Regions from separate parts of the Gossypium hirsutum genome. Here region 1 is linked to region 2. A link is a contact called in public Hi-C data. All regions are on one chromosome and are shown on one strand. Each heading gives the region's core, a stretch centred on a gene start, on an enhancer-like site or on the middle of the called end of the contact. The rest is flanking DNA. Distances are from core to core; before and after follow the strand shown.

What was found. Hi-C and Micro-C count contacts between places; a contact is called where the count stands out from the background.
Region 1: a contact with region 2 is called in a Hi-C map of leaf, with 2.7 times the contacts expected there. The contact joins the promoter of LOC107956866 here to the enhancer-like site in region 2. A contact is called at or near these places in 5 of 34 Hi-C or Micro-C datasets (all in leaf).

The regions. Positions count from the first base shown.
Region 1 is chrA07:92,881,571-92,888,393 of Gossypium_hirsutum_v2.1, reverse strand. It overlaps LOC107956866, which reads left to right and starts at 3,391. Exons shown (of 4, transcript XR_005929914.1): 1 at 3,391-3,587; 2 at 4,564-4,714; 3 at 5,429-5,504; 4 at 5,580-5,894. LOC107955381 (a long non-coding RNA gene) reads left to right here. Exons shown (of 7, transcript XR_001699945.2): 4 at 820-895; 5 at 1,019-1,125; 6 at 1,533-1,900; 7 at 1,976-2,812. LOC107955378 (ubiquitin-like-conjugating enzyme ATG10) reads right to left here. Exons shown (of 11, transcript XM_016891158.2): 11 at 6,732-6,823.
Region 2 is chrA07:92,759,364-92,765,868 of Gossypium_hirsutum_v2.1, reverse strand. No RefSeq gene overlaps it. Among protein-coding and RNA genes, the nearest start is that of LOC121231824, 14 kb to the left of the region's middle. Within about 2 kb of position 3,493, at least 3 of the 9 cell types and tissues checked have an H3K27ac peak or open chromatin away from gene starts, as enhancers often do. A contact at or near this core is called in leaf, where this site is marked.

The DNA of each region.
Region 1 (6,823 bases), core at 2,142-4,641, 120 kb before region 2:
TGATCTTTTGTCTCCAGCTCCAAGCCAAAAAAATTGCACCTGCCATCAATATTTTACCCTCTCCTTATAATTCTATCCTTAGTAAGCAGTCTGTTTTGAACAGCCAACCAAGACACCAAAGAAAGCTTCGGTATATGAAATGGGTACCAAAGCTGCCGAATACTAATTTTTATCAGCCTGCCACTTATCATATTCCATATGTTGCCAACTATAAACTTTTGGCCGTGAAATATCCATGCACCTGTTTGTGTAGGTTAATGAACTGAGCTGCTAAGCTTCTCAACTTGAGCAGCGTCTTCCAACACCAACAGCTACTGGTGGATCTCTGCAACCGCATAAAAGGACTGCCCTTATTGTGGTTGTGCTGCATTCACTTTTCGAATTTCTATAACTTGTAAATTATGGTTTATAGTGTCTATTAGGAGTCCGTATCTGATAGGTGATGTTGATCTGTGCAATTTAAAAAGTATCTCATTGTTCTAAGGAAATAAATCACTTCAAATATAACAAACGGAACTTAAGGATGAAAATGTTCTTCAATTTTCATTCGTGGAGTTCATTTATTATCGCAAAATTCAGTTTTACACGCTGTACTAAGAACTTGTTTATTTTAAAGTTGTAAATTCCATGACAACTAAGAGTGTGTCATTAGTTTTAAGTTTCAACTGAGCTCTTAAATCTCCAACTGCAGTAGTTCTTTTGGCAATTATTTTTTCATCTTTTTTACTTTGCCCCCTCCTAAAAAGTAATAATAATAATTTGCATGATTTTGGTATATACTTGAATATCTTGAATATATTTTGTGTTTTCTACTTCAAGGTTTTTAACGGGGACTTCAAGCATTGATCAACATTTTCATTCAGCTACTTTCAAGAATAATATGTTATATATACCTGTAAGTGCCTTAATATATATCAACTCCCACTGCAGTTGTGCGTCTTTGTTGCTCATAATATTAGCATAGAGCCATCTACCAAAGCTTTTATGGGTTTATGGATTTGGCTGTAATCTAATACAGGAATTTAGATTGTGCGCCAATTGATGGTGTGCTGCTTCCTTACGAGGCTGGTGAAAGGCAAATTTGGAACAAATGGCTAACACAAGTTTTATCAACTAGTCAACCAGGTGAATTGCCTGTTGCATCTTGCATATGGTAGAAGAATATTAGGAGATTTGTGTTGCATATATAACATCTTAGACCACCTTGAAGATGCGAAATTATATATTTGACCCTGGACCTGCAAAGCTATGGATCTCTGCCCATAGGAAAAATAAGATGCTTGTGCAAAAAATAAAGACCAGAAAGCTTTGTTGGAGACTGGCCAGCTATGGCACATTATTCTTGTTAGTTACCATGACAAATTTAAAGAAATACTAGCTTCTTGGCAATGTTCTGTGCTATTCTCTTTTTGTATATATCCTTGTAGCATAATCATGATTTTGACTTGACTTTCTATTTTAATACATTTTAGTTTTTCTTAAACAATTTTTTAAAATTTTTATATTTTCATTTGTGTTTTTTCTTAATATAGTTATGTCAGGTTTTTCCCAATCAAGTGTTTCTTCCCAGAGTTCTTGAGGAACCAAAAGGCAATGGGTTTCAGAACAAGATGCTGCGTTGGTTGCTTGTATGGTCGACTTGCACAATGCTGGAACCTTTAATGCGGATACGGGATTCAAAGCTGGCTATTTAAATGAGTTAGAAAAAATGTTAGAAAAAGTTTTACCCAATGCCATGTTGAAGGCTAAACCTAATCTTGAATCGAGGATTAGGACATTGAAAATGGATTGGTCAATCATTTATGACATGCTTACTGGAAAAAACAATAGCGGCTTTGGTTGGGATGAGCATAGGCAGCTTGTTGTTGCTGAAGATGCGGTGTGGAACTCATATATAAATGTAAGAATTATTTCAAGTCTTTATTATCTCATTTTGACAAAATTTATATCTAATATGAATTTCTCATTTTTATAGAGTCATAAAGAAGCAGCTCAATTCAGACATCAGAGTTTCCCTTATTATGAACAACTTACTACCATCTACGCAAAAGATTGAGCCACTAGAAAAGATGCTCAAACAGCTGCTGATATTATTGGAAAAATAAATGCTGAGGATGTAGATGCTACAAATACTCATGAAGAAAGAAACGATTTTCATGGATCCGAAGCTAATGTTTCTTTGGATGACATGGATCTCTCAGCTACACAACCGCAACCAAAACCGCAACCAGCTAGAAATCAAGGTGATTCTGCATTTTCAAAGAAGAAAAAAAAGATTTCTGATGCAAGTGATTTTTCTACTTCTTTTAATGATGCTGCCGCTTTATTAGCGAAAAATATACGGATCGTTGGCCTTGAAATCAGTAAGAGTATTGCATCCGAAGTGGTAATTTAACAAAAGTCAGAAATGACCATTCAAGAAAGTGCTCTGAAATTATATCCAACATTATGTGAAGTGGAAGGTTTAACTGAGGATGAACGCTATCGAGCATTGAGCAAAATTCCAGATCATCCAATGCAAATGCTCATTTTCTTTAGTTTACCTTGTATTGTGCGATTGGAATGGGTCAGAAGATTTCTTGCTGACCATTAAAAATCATGGTTCTGTTGATATTTTGGTAATTTTTTGTGTTTGTAATATTTGGATGTTATAATGACATGATAGAATGTCATTACAATGATGTAACTTTTTGATGTTGTAAAATTTTAAAACATATGAATTATGACATATAAACTAATGAAATCATGTAACTTTTTGTTAATATATGAATATTATGCTTGAATGTGAAATATAATTATCAAGTTATTTATTATTTTTTAGCAATGAGTTATTTATTACTTTTAATATTTAATTATTTTTTATTGTAGAATGATTAAATTATTTGTTTCAGTAATGATATTTTAACACATTAAATATGTATTGCAGTTTAAAAATAATAAAGTAGATTATATATATTTTTATAGTATTATATATTTTGATTTTTTAATTCATATAATAATAATTATATTAAGAATGTTATTAAATTATATTTTTTATTAAATTATATTTAATAATAATTATGTTAAAATATGGTTAAACTATTTATTATTTTTATTAAATTATTTTTAATAATAATTTTATTAAAATTTAATAACAATAACAATAATCATCTACCCTAAAAATTTTTTGCTAAAGGTATTCTAGTCATTTTAGTTTTTTTTCTTATGCTATTACAACATCATTTCATTCAACCAAACACAATAATACTATTACAGTTCTATTCCATTCCCTTCAACCAAACAGTTGAATTACTTATTACAACTCTATTCTATTACAGCTCTATTCTATTACAGCTTTATTCAATTATAGCCTTATTCCATTACAGCCAACTAAACGTAGTCTAAGGGTATGTTCACTTGACTGTAATGACAATACATTACAGCCCAATTAGGTGGGCCTATCACCAAACGATTTTTTGGTTGGCTATAATAGTTATTACAGCCATATTCATTACGGGATTATTCAGCGTGAAAATGCATCAAACCATTCCATGCTCCCCCACTAAATGGTGATTCAGGGAATGGGTGGAATAGCAAATTAGAGAAAGGTTTGAATTTTACCCTCACCATTCTCCTCTCTTTCTCACAATCTGAAATCCCTAATCGCCAACTGATTTTTTTTTTCATTCTTCTTCCCTCCATTACTGTAAACTTCATTTCTTCTTCACTTAATTTAAAATTTTCTTTTTAATCTCATTTCCTCCTAACCCTAATAGTTCATTCATTGAAAAAAAAAGATTTGAAGTGTTTTTCAAGTCGTCTTGCAAGATCCAAGATTTGGTAAATTTTAATTCGAACTATCTATTTTTCAATGTTTCTTTTTCGATTGTAAAAGCAAATGTAGAATGCTGAGATTCCATTCTATTTGTATTAGATTGAAAAAAACTTACCCTTCTTTGATATTTGGGCTCTTCGTCTCTGTTTCCGGTAAAATTTTCTTTCTCTATTTTCTTCATTTTCTTAAATATTTCCTTTTTGATGTTTGGTTTTCTGTGAATTTGATGATACATTCTAGAAAAAGATCACTAACTCCGACAATAACAAATCATTTTATTTTTTAAACAAAAGGAAGAAACTTTATTTTTATAAGGCATGGAGTGACAATGTGATGTTGTTCTTGTGTGCGTGCTAGTTTTTGTTTGTTTGTTTAAGGTAGATAAAGGGAGCTTCAAATACCCAGATTAAAAATTACCAAAAAAATTATTAAAAAAATTATGGGAAAAAAGTGTAATTTGGGGATCCCAATGTTTAGAGATTTTGATGATTCTTATACGGAAAAATGGGAAAAAAATTTAGTTAATGTGCCAATTTGGTATTTAGCTTAAATTAATAAAATATGTTTGCTTCTTTGAATCTATTATCTAAGATTTTCTAGTTCTTTCTTCTAGAGGTGTATTGGATTTGTTGGTTTTTTATTCGATTTATCATTTTATTTGCATTGAATTTAAGATTCTTGCTTGAAAGTCCAATGCTGATTATGGATCTTACTTGTATTGAATTCGATTTAATTGCATATCATTGTAGGCCATGTTTCGTTTTTACTAGTGTTAAGGGAGTTCTTGGGGCTACCATTCACGGGTATCACGGGATTGGAGATTAAAGGTGGTGTTGCTGAAATCCAGAAGGACAGAAACACTCCTCTTGGGCCAAATGTTTTTCTTTTTCCCTTCCATCTGTAAATGCATACTATCTAACCTGCAACCTTTTTGTGCTGTTGTTTTTTTTCTCTGTTTATTATTATTTTTGGTTCAATGTTGTGTTCTTTACTTAAATTAAAACATCCAATGCTTCTCTCATTGATAACTTAGATCCTGGCTTAAAGGGCGTGATTAGAAACAAAAATACATGCACTCTCAAATATGATTTTGGTTGAAATTTTTACCATCTTAATCACAAACGTTTGCAATTTGCTAAAAATCAAGCCAACACGCAATACGTCTATTATGTTCTCCAAACTTGGAATAAACTCTTGTTGTGATTATGATACAATTAACCTTCCAGAAACCTTTATGATTGCTCATATTAGTGACAATAAAGAACTGTCCTTCTCTTTTTTTATGGAAAAAAGAAATGAATCTGATTTTACTTGCATGCTTTTCAGCTTGAAACCCTCACCCGTTTTCTATGTTTTTTTCTCCTAGTACTAATTGTATGCAATTCTGATATCCTTTGTGACATAAACATTCAAGATGGTTGCAATCAAATAGTTGTACGTAATGTGAAACTCCCTTCTTTTCAAAGAGATGGGAAAGGAAATCTTTGACTGCACATATAATACAACTTACATAATGTATTAATAATTTTGCCTCTATTGGTTATCAGATGAAATTAATTTTGCATGTTGCATATTACCATGCTATCTAAATTTAATATCTTTATCTTTTTCCAGGTCTTCACCATAAAGTATTCTCTAATATGCAAAATTTCATATTACAAGAAGCTTTATAGAGCATTCTCTATATTGGGTATAGTTTTTAGTTATAGTATGTATTTAATATTTAAAGATAAAGATATACACTGATTTCTATATGTAAAAGTAGGTTTCTCAACTTCCTAATGAAAAAGAGACAGTTTATGGAGCATTGGACAAATGGGTAGCTCGGGAGACTGAGTTTCCATTGATTGCAATTGCAAAAGCTTTACAAATTTCCAAGAAGAGGAGCCAGTGGTTGCATGTTATTCAAGTATTCAGTTTATTGGTATTCTTGCTTTGTATTTTTCAGCTTCTAAAAATTCATTGATGCAGGGAAGCTTTATATGTTCAATAATTTTCCATTAATATATATTATACTAAAATAGCCTTATGTTATCATATTTTATTCTATAAAATACTCTCGGTCAGCATTTTAAAGGAACCTTAATGCTATTCTTTGTGAATAGATACTTTCAATCAGTATTTTTTGTGAAGTTTGGCACATGTAAAAATGAAGTTGCATGAGAGTTTGTGATTACATATATTAAATCTATATTATTTATTTTTACTTTTACATGATATTCTTATATTATACACATCTAGCAGCATAAATAAATTAATAAAAATATGTTAAAAATATATATACAACATAACAATTTCATTAGTTCTTTTGTTGTATTTCAACATCTGTCTATGAGTAAAAATATTTGAGACAAGATATTCTTTAAATTGCTCTTTTAAATTATTCTTTAAGTAACATATAGATTATGATATATATGTTAAATTATTTGTTTTGTTAATAATATTCTAGCACATTAAATATGCATTATTAAAAATAATAAAGTAGGTTGTATATTATTTTTTTGTAATATTATATATTATTTTTATTAATTCATATATTAATTCATATTATTAAATCATGTATTATTATTGTTAAATTATATTTAATAATAAATTTATTAAAATAGGATTAAATTATGTATTATTGTTTTTATTAAATAATATTTAATAATATTATTATTAAAATTTAATAACAATAATCATCCTTTTAACAAAATTTTTAATAAGGATACCCTGATCATTTCAGCTTCTTTTCTTATCCTATTACAATTCTATTCCACTCAACCAAACAATTAAATTGCTATTACAGATCTATTCTATTATGATTATATTCCATTACAACTCTATTCCATTATACTGAACCAAACGTGGTATAACAAAATATATCTTCTAATTAGTAGGTGTTGTTATTCATCTCCCAAACTCAAAACTATGAATCTGCTGCAATTTCTCTATGTATATGTATTTATGTATGATCTTAACAGAAATTTTGTTTCGCTCTTCAACTCAGGGATTTGCTTCGTGACCTAT
Region 2 (6,505 bases), core at 2,244-4,743:
ATGTCTTTTCTATTTATAATAAAAGCTTCGATGGTGGAAGGTAAATAAATAATGGCCAGAATTTGTATGGTACAAATCGATGTATACGAAGCTTGATTACATCATGTGGAACATGTATTGAATCCTGTTTTAGTAATTTTTTATGTTTTTTTTTCATTTTTAAAATAGCCAGACTTAGGGACCCAATTTGTATTGGTGCCGACTCAACATAAAATTTGCATCACTTGTGATTTAATCAATCAATTATGATGATATATTATCGTGTTCCACCAACCTTATGGAAATGAAATAAATTGTTGGTAGTTGGCTGAAATTAATAGAGATACAATATGAAAGTGGACATGCAACACATTCACGCTATAGCATTTGAGCTAGCTAGCTAAGTGGCGTCATATTTAGTTTAGCAGTCAGTTTGGTCCAGGGTCTTTTTTTCAAAGTTGGGAGATAAAATTTTAAGTAAATTATGTTAATATTTATTCAATTATGTTATTTTTTTTAATTATTCAATTATAAAGAGTTACAAAATGATCATCTAATTATAAGTAAATTATTTTTTTGGTCACTTAAATATCTTAAATTTTTGAGTTTCGATTTTTAAGTTAGTCAGCTGGTGACCAAAAAAGACAAAATTAAATAGTTGAGTGATCATTTTATAAATTTTTATATTTGGGTGATCAAAAAAGTAATTTACTAATAATTAAGTAATCATTTTATAACTTTTAGTAGTTGAATGAAAAATAAAAAATATATAATTAAATGAGGATAAAAATTTTTAAGGTGTCATTCTTCAGTGATCAATTTTATTGCAATGACATTTTCTTAATTTGTGTGATATTTCGTATATCAATAATTATAATCAAAACAGAAACCCGCTAGACAATAAAGTACTTTATTCTATACCTTGAGCAAAATACTCTTGCGAAAACTGTTCTTTTTATGTTCATATGCTTCTACAATAGATATCTCTAAAATCGAGAGGTCTATCCCATTATTTTTTAATTTTGATAGGTTTAAATATGTTAGAGGTTGTTTTTTTTTATATTTAAATTTATTCATTTTATTTTAATTTTAAGATATTGGGTCTACCTTTTTATTTTTTGTAATTATAAAAAGAGTAGAATAATTTTTTAGCCCTCAACATTTGTTTTTTTGTCAATTTAACCTTTATTCTTTAAAAGTGGAATGAAATTTATAGAAAAAAAAATAAATTTTTTATATCTTTTAATAAAAATACCCTAATAAAATTAAAATTAAAATAAATTTTCAAAAATTATGGAAGATAAAACTGTTCAAATTTAAAAAAAATATTTTTTTTTAAAATCATTCAAAAATTCTAAAATAATTTTAAAAATTGTTATGTACTTTTTGAATAGCAATATAATGTTTCCAAATTTTGAGTTATTCATTTAATTTATATTAAAATATGATCTGAACAAGTTTTTTAATTTAATTTAATTTAATTTAATTTCAATCAATTATATTAAAATCCAATTTAATATTAATTGAACAAAAAACTCAAATTTTGAAGAGAACTTATTATCATTCAATAAGTAAATAACATTTTTTAAAATTTTGAAACTTTTTTATATTTTTATATTTTTTTAAATTTCAAATTTATTTTTTAAAATTAAAAAATATATTTTTTAGGATTTCTTATTAAAAATATAAAAAAATTATAAAAAAAAAACATTTTGTTTTTATATACTTTTAAAAGTAAGGACTAAGTTGACAAAAATTGTAATTGTTGAGGACCTGTTATACCACCTCCGCTGGCAACTACATGTGTCACCATTGTCCGAACCTCACACTGAGTGGACCTCCAACATCGAATTACCTCGATTAGACCCATGTCTAATGAACCTAGACTATCATTGTTATGAATGCATAGAACATTGCGCCCATTGATTGCTAAGTCATCCTAATGTGTCACATCATTGACCAATAAGATCACATCGTCTTCTCTGCAAAAAGACAAGATATGACTTTCCCTCCATTGAGAACTCAATACATGGCGCGCCCTCCTTTTCATGTATATAAACCCTCACACATACAGAGAATACAAAAAAAAGGACCATAACCATCTCATTTTTCCTTCTTCCTCCTAGCCATTCTCACCACCATTCTAGCCATCAAGGTACAACGGCTTTCTGCCCTACCAGGGTGAACTGTCACATTTCCTTCTTCTCCTTGTTGATTCTTACTATCAATAAGGCTAAAAAAGTTAATTTAGCTTCTTCATATCTATAAAATGGGATGAAAGAATCAAGATTTTAAATAAAAAAGTAAAAAGACTCAATGTTTCAAAATTAAATTATAGAAACTAAATTTTAAATTTTAAAAGATTACAACATATTTAAACCTTTTTGAATCTATCAATTTCAAATCCCTATGCTTAAAAATAGAATAAATTCATACATAGATAAATAAAATTCAAATATGTTGTGATTAGGGTTAAGTGGTGCCCACAACTTGAAAAAAATCTACAATAAAAGAATGGTTTTAGATCTTGTAAAAATAATAAAATAAATATAAATAAAAGGGAAAATTAAATGTAATTAACAGTAATCCGAAATAATAAAGAATAAATCAATACATTAAGATTTCTAGCCTCAGGTATGATGTCAGCTTTGGTATCAAAATTGATTACAAATTCTAAATGTTTCTTTACTCAAAAATAAGATGGTTAGAGCGATGATAGGACGGATTCAAACCACCAATCTTTTCTTAATTTGTAAATTAATTACAAAAATAGCTCCACCATTAACTCTTGTCAGTCGAATAACTCTAAGTGACTGCTCCTAAAATTTAATTCACCACTACCCTTATGGATAAAGACTTGACTCTAATTAATCAAATTTAATGTACAATTCATTTAAATTAGATCACTTATTCTTACAATATAATTTGTTCTATTTATTAAAATAAAGAGATAATTGTGGATCTAAATATACTATTTATTTATTTATTATCTTAAAAAAAAAACAAGAGATCCTTCTTAAAATGGTATTAAAAAACAATAATAAAATACGGTCCTACCATTTTCATAAAACATAAAATGATCAAATATCAATGAAACACTTTAAATCTCACAGTTCTAATAAAACCTAGTTTCTATTTACCCTTGGTTAGAAAATAAAATAAAACTAGCTACTCATAACTAAGATAATGTCGAAAATATTATTAAACAATAAAAAAATTACTGAAAATTACCTCAATAAGATTTATCTTGACTTCTCTTCTATAAAAATAATACAAAATAATCTTAAATTAACTAAATCACCTAATATAAAAAAAATATCCTTTAAAGGAAATTTTCTAATACAAAATATCTACTAATCTTATGGTAGTTAACTTTGATAATAATAAAAAATGTATCCTTTTTCACTTCCCAAATTTCATCAAGTGCGCCAATGAAATATAGTGCTGTACCGGGCAATTGAGTCCAATCCCATAACTCTATGCAGCTCAAAACCAAGCCCAGCAAGTTATGAGCCAATTTAGACTCCACTTGGTAAATGAGTCCTATCCAAACCACCCTATCATCCAATCTAGTAATGGCTATAGCCACCTTCATGATTCCATTTAGCTCCTCTTTTAGAGACTCGGCCCAAAGTTTCCTCTCATCCAATTAAAAAAAATGTTATAAACTTATAAAATTTGATTCAATCAATTCATATCCTATCACAAGTTAATGAAATATTTATCTTGTTCTAGATTAATGAACCTATCGATTTTTTATTCAACCAATCGATCTGATTTAATTTTAAAAACACTAATTCTGATTGTATTTAGCTTTGTCTTCTTGGATAAATTCAGAAACCTTTGCATTTAACAACAAAGTCCCGCTTCTAGAGAATGGACTATGGTGATTAAGGATGTGCATGATTCAGTTAAAACTAAATTAATCAACCAAATTAAATTAGTTTGATTAATCAGTTTGTCACTGAAATTAATTAGATAAAAAATAGGGCTAAAGTTTTGTGAAAGTTTGGCTATCTATTACTTCCATTCAAAAACAAGAAATTAACTTAAATTTAATATATATAAGCCCAGAATATTGTATAAGCCCAATATATATCATATATCCATAAGCCCGTGTATATAAACAAGATGGACGTATAACTATTGATATAATGGATTAAAGAAAAATATATTTTGAAAAATAAAAAGGTAAATTACACTCAAAGTCACTAAACTATTAGTAAGTTTATATTTTGATCATTCAACTTCAAAAATTTATAAAATGATCACTAAACTATTCTAAAATTTTTATTTAAGTCATTGAATTGTCAAAATCATTAATATATGGCCTTCTATGTTTGTATCACCTGCACCAATCAAAAGCTCCCATTCTCCTTCTTTTCTATAATTCATTTTTTTTATGAAACAACTTTCAACATCACAAATTTACAAACTAAAATCCAAACAACTTTCTTCTTTGATCTTTAACACTAACTGTCAGATCGACTTGGATCTAAGATATGTTCTTCTACTCATCGATAGGTACTGATTCACTGTACTGATCATCGAACTATTGCTTGGAGTCCGCCAGCCAGACTATTTTTCAAAAAAACTTAATAGATTAGTGACTTAAATAAAAACTTTTAAATAGTTCGGTCACTTAAGTGAAAAGCTTTGAATAATTTAGTGATCATTTTGTAACTTTTTGAAGTTGAGTGACCTAAATATAAACATACTAATAATTTAGTGATATTAAATGTAGCTTACCCAAAATAAAATTAAAATAGAAACCAAACCAAACGAAAAAAAAAAACTAAAATTCTAGAACCTACACCCGTTTTGTTTTTGTACGTAATGATTTTTTTTTTCATTTTGTGTGTTCATTTTGTTATTAATTGTTTTTCTCTTCTTCGTTTTTTAACTTATTTGAGCTAAAAGAAAAGAAAAAGAATATTGTCATTGTATTTTTTTTTGGGTTATGTTTTAAATTTGTTTGAACTAAAAAGAAAAAAAAATTAATTAATTGATTGAATTAGTCGAAATTAATTCGATTCGATTAATAAATTTTGAAAAAGAAATCAGTTCAAAAAATAATTAAAAGATTTTAATATCTTAATTAATTTAAATAATGATAATTTAATTTAAATAATGTCCCAACTTATTGTTTGAACACCTCTTAAGAAAACATTCCATATACTAATGATGCACATTATCAGTTCTCAAATTAAAATCCAATATAATTTGTTTCAGAGCTGTATATACAATATTCCACACATGGGACAAATTGTCAACATTTCTACCCTAGAGGATATTACCATTGGAGAAATACTTTGCGTGTAGAACTTTGAAGCATAAAGTATAAGAGTAATGCAAAAGTGGCCACATTTGTGTTCCCAAAAGAGCAAGCAAGACCAAAGCTAAATATCTCAGAAACCCATACCTTCAGGGAATTGAATAGCCCTCCCTACCTTCTTTTTTTTTGGAACCATGATGAAAGTAATATAGAAGTCATGTACAAGTCCTGCTTATTCTATTAAAAATTAGGTAAGTTAAACTTTGTATCTTAAATAATTGGTCTTTTATGTTAAAATTTTTATTTATTTATACTGTTACAAATAGTTAATTGGTATAATAATTAGACAGTGACACGCGACATGCCTTGCATACTTCATGCTAACATATATGGACTAATTTTTAATAGTAAAAATAAATTATATTTTTAATAAAAGGACTAGTTTATTCATTGATCTAACATATAGGGACAAATTTATCCTCTTTTGAATAAAGAGAGCAAAATAGAATCTGACTCTTAATATAGGACCTCCACGGTATTTTTACCCTAATAGTTTTTGATAAGCAAAACAATATCTTCTGATGGTAGTGTTATATAAATATAAAATAAGTATGTATATTAATAAGAATAAGGGTAAGTTATAGTCATGATCACTTTAAAATAGGGTTTGTCCTATTTTAGTCATTCTAATTTTTTTTTCTCAATTTGGTATTCTAATTAAGATAATTGTTTGAACTAGTTACTATTGTTAAAAATTTTGTTAATCCACTAACAGATTATTAATGTGCACCTTAAAGAATTAATTGACGACATGTGACATTTTTTTTGACTAAACCTCTATGTAATTATTTCAAAATATTTTTTTCCTTTCTCTTCTTTCTATGCATTAAAAATGGAGAAACAGATTATTAATCTCAATGCATGCAAACAAACTCTCAAATGTTGATTTCACTATCAAAGAAGACAGCAATAGGCAAATGAATTCTTAAAAACAAGGTTCTTTTCCTTACAAATCTATTGATTTCCCCTTTTCCCTTATTTTCTTGGCAACCAAACAGAAAAGAGCCATGTAATCAAAGAAACCATACTGTAAATGTGTCGAATTTTCTTCGCAACCAAACAAAAAAAAGCCATGTAATTAAAGAAACCATATTGTAAACGCATTAAAAAATAAACTCTTTCAAATCACATAAACTTAAAATCCAAAAAATTGATTCATAGGAGATATTTTAAAATTCAAATTATCAATCA